Linked DNA regions of Zea mays: region 2 is linked to region 1. The links are chromatin contacts, called in public Hi-C maps. All regions are on one chromosome and are shown on one strand. Each heading gives the region's core, a stretch centred on a gene start, on an enhancer-like site or on the middle of the called end of the contact. The rest is flanking DNA. Distances are from core to core; before and after follow the strand shown.

The links. Hi-C and Micro-C count contacts between places; a contact is called where the count stands out from the background.
Region 2: a contact with region 1 is called in a Hi-C map of bundle sheath, with 2.7 times the contacts expected there. The contact joins the promoter of LOC100282988 here to the enhancer-like site in region 1. A contact is called at or near these places in 2 of 25 Hi-C or Micro-C datasets (bundle sheath and ear).

Annotation. Positions count from the first base shown.
Region 1 is chr1:39,987,057-39,990,646 of Zm-B73-REFERENCE-NAM-5.0, reverse strand. No RefSeq gene overlaps it. Among protein-coding and RNA genes, the nearest start is that of LOC100273259, 18 kb to the left of the region's middle. Within about 2 kb of position 1,771, at least 14 of the 20 cell types and tissues checked have an H3K27ac peak or open chromatin away from gene starts, as enhancers often do. A contact at or near this core is called in bundle sheath and ear, where this site is marked.
Region 2 is chr1:40,366,014-40,369,603 of Zm-B73-REFERENCE-NAM-5.0, reverse strand. It overlaps LOC100282988 (protein kinase APK1A), which reads left to right and starts at 1,554. Exons shown (of 6, transcript NM_001155892.1): 1 at 1,554-1,731; 2 at 2,164-2,498; 3 at 2,579-2,714; 4 at 2,808-2,950; 5 at 3,047-3,170. The coding sequence starts at 1,662.

The DNA of each region.
Region 1 (3,590 bases), core at 522-3,021:
TATGTGGGTAGTCAATTTTAAACGATTGGGAGATCCGCGCGGCCTATCTAGGACGGTTAAGTACTTAAGTTTACTCTGGACACTGATTAGGAGAGCGAGTATCCATTGGCCTGCAGCCATAATCAGGATCCCCCTTCGGTTCTGTTCACACTTACTGCAGTCGGTATACGTCATGATGCAGCTTAACAAGTGCACATAACCAATGCATTTCTCGTTTACAATAGCCTTTTTTTTATTTGTCAGGTTCAAGAGTGGATGGGTGTGCTGCCAGTCAAAGGGCCTGTCCTAAGATTTCGGGGTCCTAAGCGAAATTATATACGAAGACCCTGTATATATGACATCAAATTCATAACATCGGGTATTGAGTTTTCTAAAATTTAAATGACTTTTTAAATAAGACAAGTCTCCCGAACAACTTTCTATATAAAATTATCAGATAAAATTACAAGGAGATGGATGAAAAATTAGGGATCAAAGTCCGAGGATGAAGGCTAGACAAGACGATACACAGAGCCGGGGGGCACGTACCAGCTTGTCGGCCTCCTTGGCTTGGCTAATCTGCACGACTTCCTCCTTGAGAGAGGTCACATCCATGAGAGCACCACCGCTCCCTGCAAGATCATGAGACATGAGCTAGAGGAAAAGGATAATCCCTTCTTTGGAATGCCGGATTGATAAAGTGTAGGAATAGAAAAAGTGTAGGAATAGAGTTGAACCACATCAGCAACCATATAAGAATTAAAAACACATGAAAACTTGCAACACAGTGTTTGGATACAACATAGGAAGAACACAGGAATTAGAGCAGAGAGATGGACATAAAAGAAAATTTCCAAGAGGTTGGACCTCATGTTAGAAATCCTCTAAAATCTCACTACAATGGGTCATTCCATATAAATTTTATAGGATTTGTTGAAACTCAAACATTTGTTCCAAAATGGTTGTATAGAAAAGTTTTTATAGGCCTTCAAAATTCCATCACTTTTCCTTTCTTCCAAAGAAAGCCTAAGTCTTATACTACATACAGGATTTGGACTACACACATGCTACACACCCTTAGGGCAGACCCTGCCCATGAAGTGAAGACACACACTAGGCTCTGCTTTCGCTCTGTCTTTCATCCTCCTTCCCCTCTCACTGCCACACATGCACACGAAGGGGCGCCATTATTGACGATCAAAGCTTCCAACACCGACGACGTCCCATGCGTGTAGCTCCTTCGCCCGTCTGCTGCGCCACCTACTTCCCCTCTCACTTCCACACAGGAAAATGTTTTAGACAGTATACGACACAAAATTAACGAAGACATACATGGGTATAAAGCATTATGAATTTGAAATGCATATTATAAAATATGGTAGTTAATGTAGGGTGAACCGGTGGAGGGAATGGTTGGAGAAGTTAACTTATAGGAGGAATCTTATGGGGATAGATAATAAAATAGAGTATAAAGTACACATGGGGTGAGGTAGATGGGAGTAATGGTTGGAGATGTCCTAAAAGATTGGCTCTAGGGGGAAACATCATCGTTTTGAAAACAGCCAGCCTCATAGGGTGGGGGTAGTCTGGTTGCCTCGTCAGAGAAAAAAGTGCAGAATCGATTTTGGCGTGGAGCATAGATATTGGCAGCGTTGCTATTCGGTGCAGAATTGCAGTCCGGTGTAGAATTGTAGCAGCTTGCAAAAGCAGCCAGGTGTAGAATTGCAGAAGCTTGCAAAAGCAGCCAACAAAGCTTATCCAGTGTAGAATTGCAGCTGCAGCCAGCCGCAAGAAGGCAGCCGAATGAACAGCAGTACTACTGCAGTGACTATTTGCACCTTTGCGTGAACAACAGTGACACCAGAAAAGAAAGGAGCAGATTGCAGAAGAACGCAAAATGGAGAGTACAGGAGACCGGGACCCGTTTAGGCTATCCGCACTCATTCAACTCTAAAAATCCACTCTAAAAAGAATATTCCGTCCTAATCAGCAATATTCTCTACTCTATACAACAATTCCCTGCGCTCATGTTTACTCTACATCTCAACTCTATACCAACTCCCACGTTTTATATTATTTTTCCCTCAACCGGCTCTAAGACGTGGCCGCCTGCTCCTCCGTCCAAGTCCGGCATCGCGCGCGAGGAAGAGGTGGTTGTCCACGTGGAGGAATAGGGTATCCACTGCAAGACACCATATCTGAGGTTCGAGCTCGCCTTGGGCCCGGTGCAGTTGGTCATACAGTCCACCGCTGCAGGAATATTTTACTGTAAATGGCGATGCATCCAGTTTGCAGTCCGCGAGTGCAGATAGCCTTAGTTTACGCGAAAGGATCTCTATCATCATGTCTACAGTGTTCAGACTTCATATTTCATATCATCAGTGCTCAGACTTTAGACCTACTATGCTACTTGCATCGCGCTGTACCTTTCATGAAAGATGGTTGACAATGCCATCAATTATCATGCGCCCATTGCAGCCACTGTGCCCGCTGCGCGCATTCGGCCTGTGACCCGTGGTCCTGGGCTAACGCGACGCTGATTATAGTAGATGAAAAGTGAGGGTGGAAGGAGCACAGAAAGAACCAACGCCCGTCCTGGCTAGGGCCAACAGCATCGCGTCGATCATCTCAAGCCAGCTTGGCCCTGCCACTCTCGTCAATGAGCTCTAAATTTTATACTATAAAATTTAAGAATCAAATAAAATCGAACCTTATTTCTATTATTTTTTAACTACAAATTATTTAGGACCCTACAATTTTACGAAGAACTGTCCATCCATTACCACCCCTAATCGTCAGTCGTCGCTCGCTCATCAGTCACCAATCATCACGAACGGCAGGCTCTGGCGCACTTCCATTCCAGCAGCTTTCAGGCACTCATTCAGCTCACCACGCACGTGGGAGGGCTTTCTTTCAGTTTTCTGTTCCAAGGGGGGATCCGTGGTCGTTCGCTCGCTGCACTAGCACTGCACCCCAACCAATCCGTCGCTCATCCTGCGCCTGTAGAAGTGGCTTCAGCACTGCTTCACTGCGCGCCAGCTCTGAGCTACTAGCGGGGTAACCATCAGGGGCTAGTGCTTTTGGCAAGGCAACCAGTGTTCTTTCGAGCTTCGACCACCGGCACGCAACTGCGAACTGTGTGCCTCGACCCATGACCAGTAGAAGAATTGTCCTCTTGCGACGGGTTCGATATCTGCCCTGTTGAGATCGATGATGAACGGTTGGTTCGTCCGTGAACAGAAGTGGAAAATCTGATGTGACCGACCGACTTTTAGCTAGGCAATGCGCGTCTGAAACTCGCCTAATTCAACGCAACGCATATATTTGTCGTATCCTCGCTCGGCGATCGCAGTTGTTGAATATGAACAGCGGTGCAGTTCTTCAATCTGCAAGCACATATCGATATTGGGTAGAAAAAAAAACAGCTTAGCTATAGGACAGTGCGCAAGAGCAAATTGCATGCGTTTAGAGTGGAGACTAGGGGTTAAGCGCGGGGCGGGGTGGCACTCACGCGCGTCAGGGGGACAACACGTGACGGCCATCTTTTGAACTCGAACGGCCACGACGGCTCCATGCCGATTCAAACGGCCAAACAGCCGAATGAACCCGCC
Region 2 (3,590 bases), core at 305-2,804, 380 kb before region 1:
ATCGGAGCTGTCCGCCGTCTACATTCTCGCAGTGTTTGAGCCGTTGGCAGGCAAACGTTTCCCTCCACTATTCCATTCCATGCATGACCATGACGACGAACCATTTCCTGCATCATCCGAATCACTACTCTCCGATCCGACGAGATATAGATAGATATCCCTCCCTACGTGCGGAAAAAACAAGTGTGTTTCTAGGTTCGTGGCCTTTCATTTATGTCGTCGGCGTGGAATGGAATGGAATGGAATGGAAATAGTATTGGCACGCCTCGAAGCTTCTGGGGGAAGTGGGGATAACTAAACGTGCGAGTGCCTGTTATGGAGTACCGGTCGCACACGCGCGCGCGCCTGCCGCGTATATACCAGCACGTTTGTGGTTTCCCCCCCATACAATAGCCGGGCAGATCCAGAGTCCAGACATGAATCCTGCGTTGCATGGCAGCGGTTGGACTGACACCTCCAGCCTCCAGACTCCAGCGTCCAGGGCAGGCTCCAGCTACATCGAAAGGGACCGTCCCTCGGCCACTACACTAATCCGCATCGCCACTTGCGCCCGTGGGTGACGCTTCACCGGCGACTTCCGCGCGCGACTGGTTGTCAATCCGCCAAGACTCGTCGGGGCAATACCGTGGTGCGGTGCGGCTCGGGTCGCCAGTACTAGGTGCCACGCAACAACAAACAAGCAGCAGCGCGGGTGAGCCGTGCCGCCGGATGATGGATCGGCAACGGCAACGCGAGGAGGCTTCCCCTGCGATTCGCTGGGGGGCACGGCATCGGCATGCGCTAAATTCCAAGCAGGCAGGCGCCAACCACCGCCACTTCCTCCTCCTCCAACCTAAATGAGCGTCTGTTTAGTCAAACAGGTGCAGCACCCCGGCCAGGGCCCGGGGCCTACGCCTACGATACATCCCCTATCGCTATCGCGCTCTGTTGTTTTGCACCAATCTGTGCCGGGGGTGCACTATCGCCGTATAACTGTGTATTCGCTGGATATACGTGACTGCGTCTTGTTTTTTCTTTCTTTCTTTCTAGAAAATACAGCATGTGTATATGCATTATCATTAAGGCCAGAAGAGCGCGGCTGTAGCTGTCCAGTTTGGAATGACGTTTTTTTTTTTTGCATTCGTATACCGAATACCGTTAGTCTACACATAGGACCGTCTGAGTTTACATTAAAGATCGAAGCAGCGGAACATTCTCTGACATAGTGGTAACTCAGAAAACAAAAAGGAATGGACGAACGTTGAATCGGTGGAATCATACAGTTTCTGATGGAAGCACAGATCAAAATTTTGGTACTCTTCAACCTGAAGCCGGGAAGAGGCCAAGGCGTGAAGCGCATGGAAAGAAAAAAAAAACAAAGACGAGACGAGACGAGACGAGACGGAAAGCCGGGCTTGCCCGTCCATTAATGACCTAACGGACCCCACGGCGCGCGCCCACCACCAGTCCACCACCCTCCACCGCCCTCCCTCGCAGGCAGGCAGGCAGCCAGAGCCAGAGCCAGCCGGGCAAGCACTGCAGCAGCCATTGTACTCATCACCTCCTTCCCACGCAGCGAGAGGATGACACCACGAGGCAAATAAACCCAGACGTAGTTCAGCTAGCCGCTTCTACCTCCCTCTCCCCCCCCGCCTGCGCGCTGCCGCGAGAGCTCGTTCCTGATGGGGAACTGCGCCGGCGTGGAGGGGAACGCCGAGATCAACCCTTCCTTCAGTGCCCCCAATTCCTCAGGTACTGCAATCTCAGCTTCCTGGTTACTGACTGACACCCAGCGTCCGCCTTCTTAGCTCTGGTTGTTGGAGCGACCTTCTGTTTCTGCTTCCGGTATAGGAGTAAGGCCGGAGCGTTTACTGATCCGTTTCGTTGCACTTCGATCGAGGGGGGAAGGGGGGAAACAAATAACAGCCGGCCTAGATTTGAAATAATCTCCATGCCTTTTTTTTCTTCTTCTTCTTTTGCCCCATCCGACGAGAGTAGAACTATTTACTACTCCATTTCGCGATTGTTGGGAGTCAGAGGTGGTGAGCGAGGATGGCACCGAGCTCCCGTTACAATGCCCAGGTGGTGTATTAGCTAGCCAAATCAGTATGGCGCGTCACGAGGAACAAAGCTTTTTCTTCCTTTGCCTAAATCAGTAGACACGCTTGTGAATTGTGATTCCAGGGACCGCCGGTTCTAAGAGCGTCAGCAAGAACGCGGCCGACACCAGCACCTTCGGCACCAAGACGTCCGGCTCGTCGTCGTCGGTGCCGCCAACCCCTCGTACGGAGGCGGAGATCCTGGAGTCGTCGAATGTCCGCAAGTTCAGCTTCGGCGAGCTCAAAGGCTCCACGAGGAACTTCAGGCCGGACAGCCTGCTCGGGGAGGGGGGCTTCGGGTCCGTGTTCAAGGGGTGGATGGATGAGCGCACGCTCGCGCCCGTCAGGCCGGGCGCCGGGATCATCGTCGCCGTCAAGAAGCTCAAGCTCGACAGCTTCCAAGGGCACCGGGAATGGCTGGTTCGTGTCCCTCCACTCTCCTCTTGTGTTGTTTGGCTCATCACCATAGGTGGCTTTAATCATCTGCGATGACTTTGCAGGCGGAGGTCAATTACCTGGGGCAGTTATCCCACCCTAATCTCGTGAAACTCATCGGCTACTGCTTGGAGGACGAGCAGCGGCTTCTTGTGTACGAGTATATGCCGAGAGGGAGCCTGGAGCATCATCTCTTCAGGAGTAGGCTCTCTCTCGAGTGTTTCGTTCGCGATATCCCTCCATTCTTGGCTTCTCGCTTTATGAAAAAAAGGACTGAATGCTATGGTGTTGCAGGGGGCTCGAACTTCCAGCCGCTCCCATGGAACTTACGCATGAAGGTTGCTCTCGAGGCTGCCAGAGGTCTTGCTTTCCTGCACGGCGACCAGGCCAAAGTTATCTACCGCGATTTCAAGACCTCCAATATCCTTCTCGACTCGGTCTGCTTGCAAAACCGTCCTGTCAATATGTGCAATCCAAACGAACTTCTGTCTAAAGATTCGGAACTCTTTGTTTTACCTTTTATTATATTACAGGAGTACAACGCAAAACTGTCTGATTTCGGTTTGGCAAAGGACGGTCCAAGCGGTGATAAGAGCCATGTTTCTACTAGGGTCATGGGGACACAAGGATACGCTGCCCCTGAATATCTTGCGACAGGTAATCTTTGTAAACATGATTTGGCAGCCAGTAATGTATCGTATTTGTGTCACTGATATTTTTGATGCATTATAATGGCCGTATTAAGAAAGTGGGTAGATTGAACTTTTTTTTTCTTTCATCATAGCTCTTTCTCTTTTATCGATATATTTATTTCATTGTATCTCTCTTTTTTTCGTCCATCTTATCTCTGTAGCCGAGAAAAAAAAATTGTATTTTGGAAGACAATGATACTGATTGCGTGCATGCCATTTAGTTAGATTCGTTTGTTTATTTTTATATGTCATGCCTTTGTATTGTGCTTAGATGGCACATTTGTTTAGAGCAACTTTGGGGGGAGGGGAGGAGTGTTCAAATACTCTATTCAGTAAAGAAGCACAGCATGTGCGCCTTATGATATAAAAATTCAAAGACTGAGGT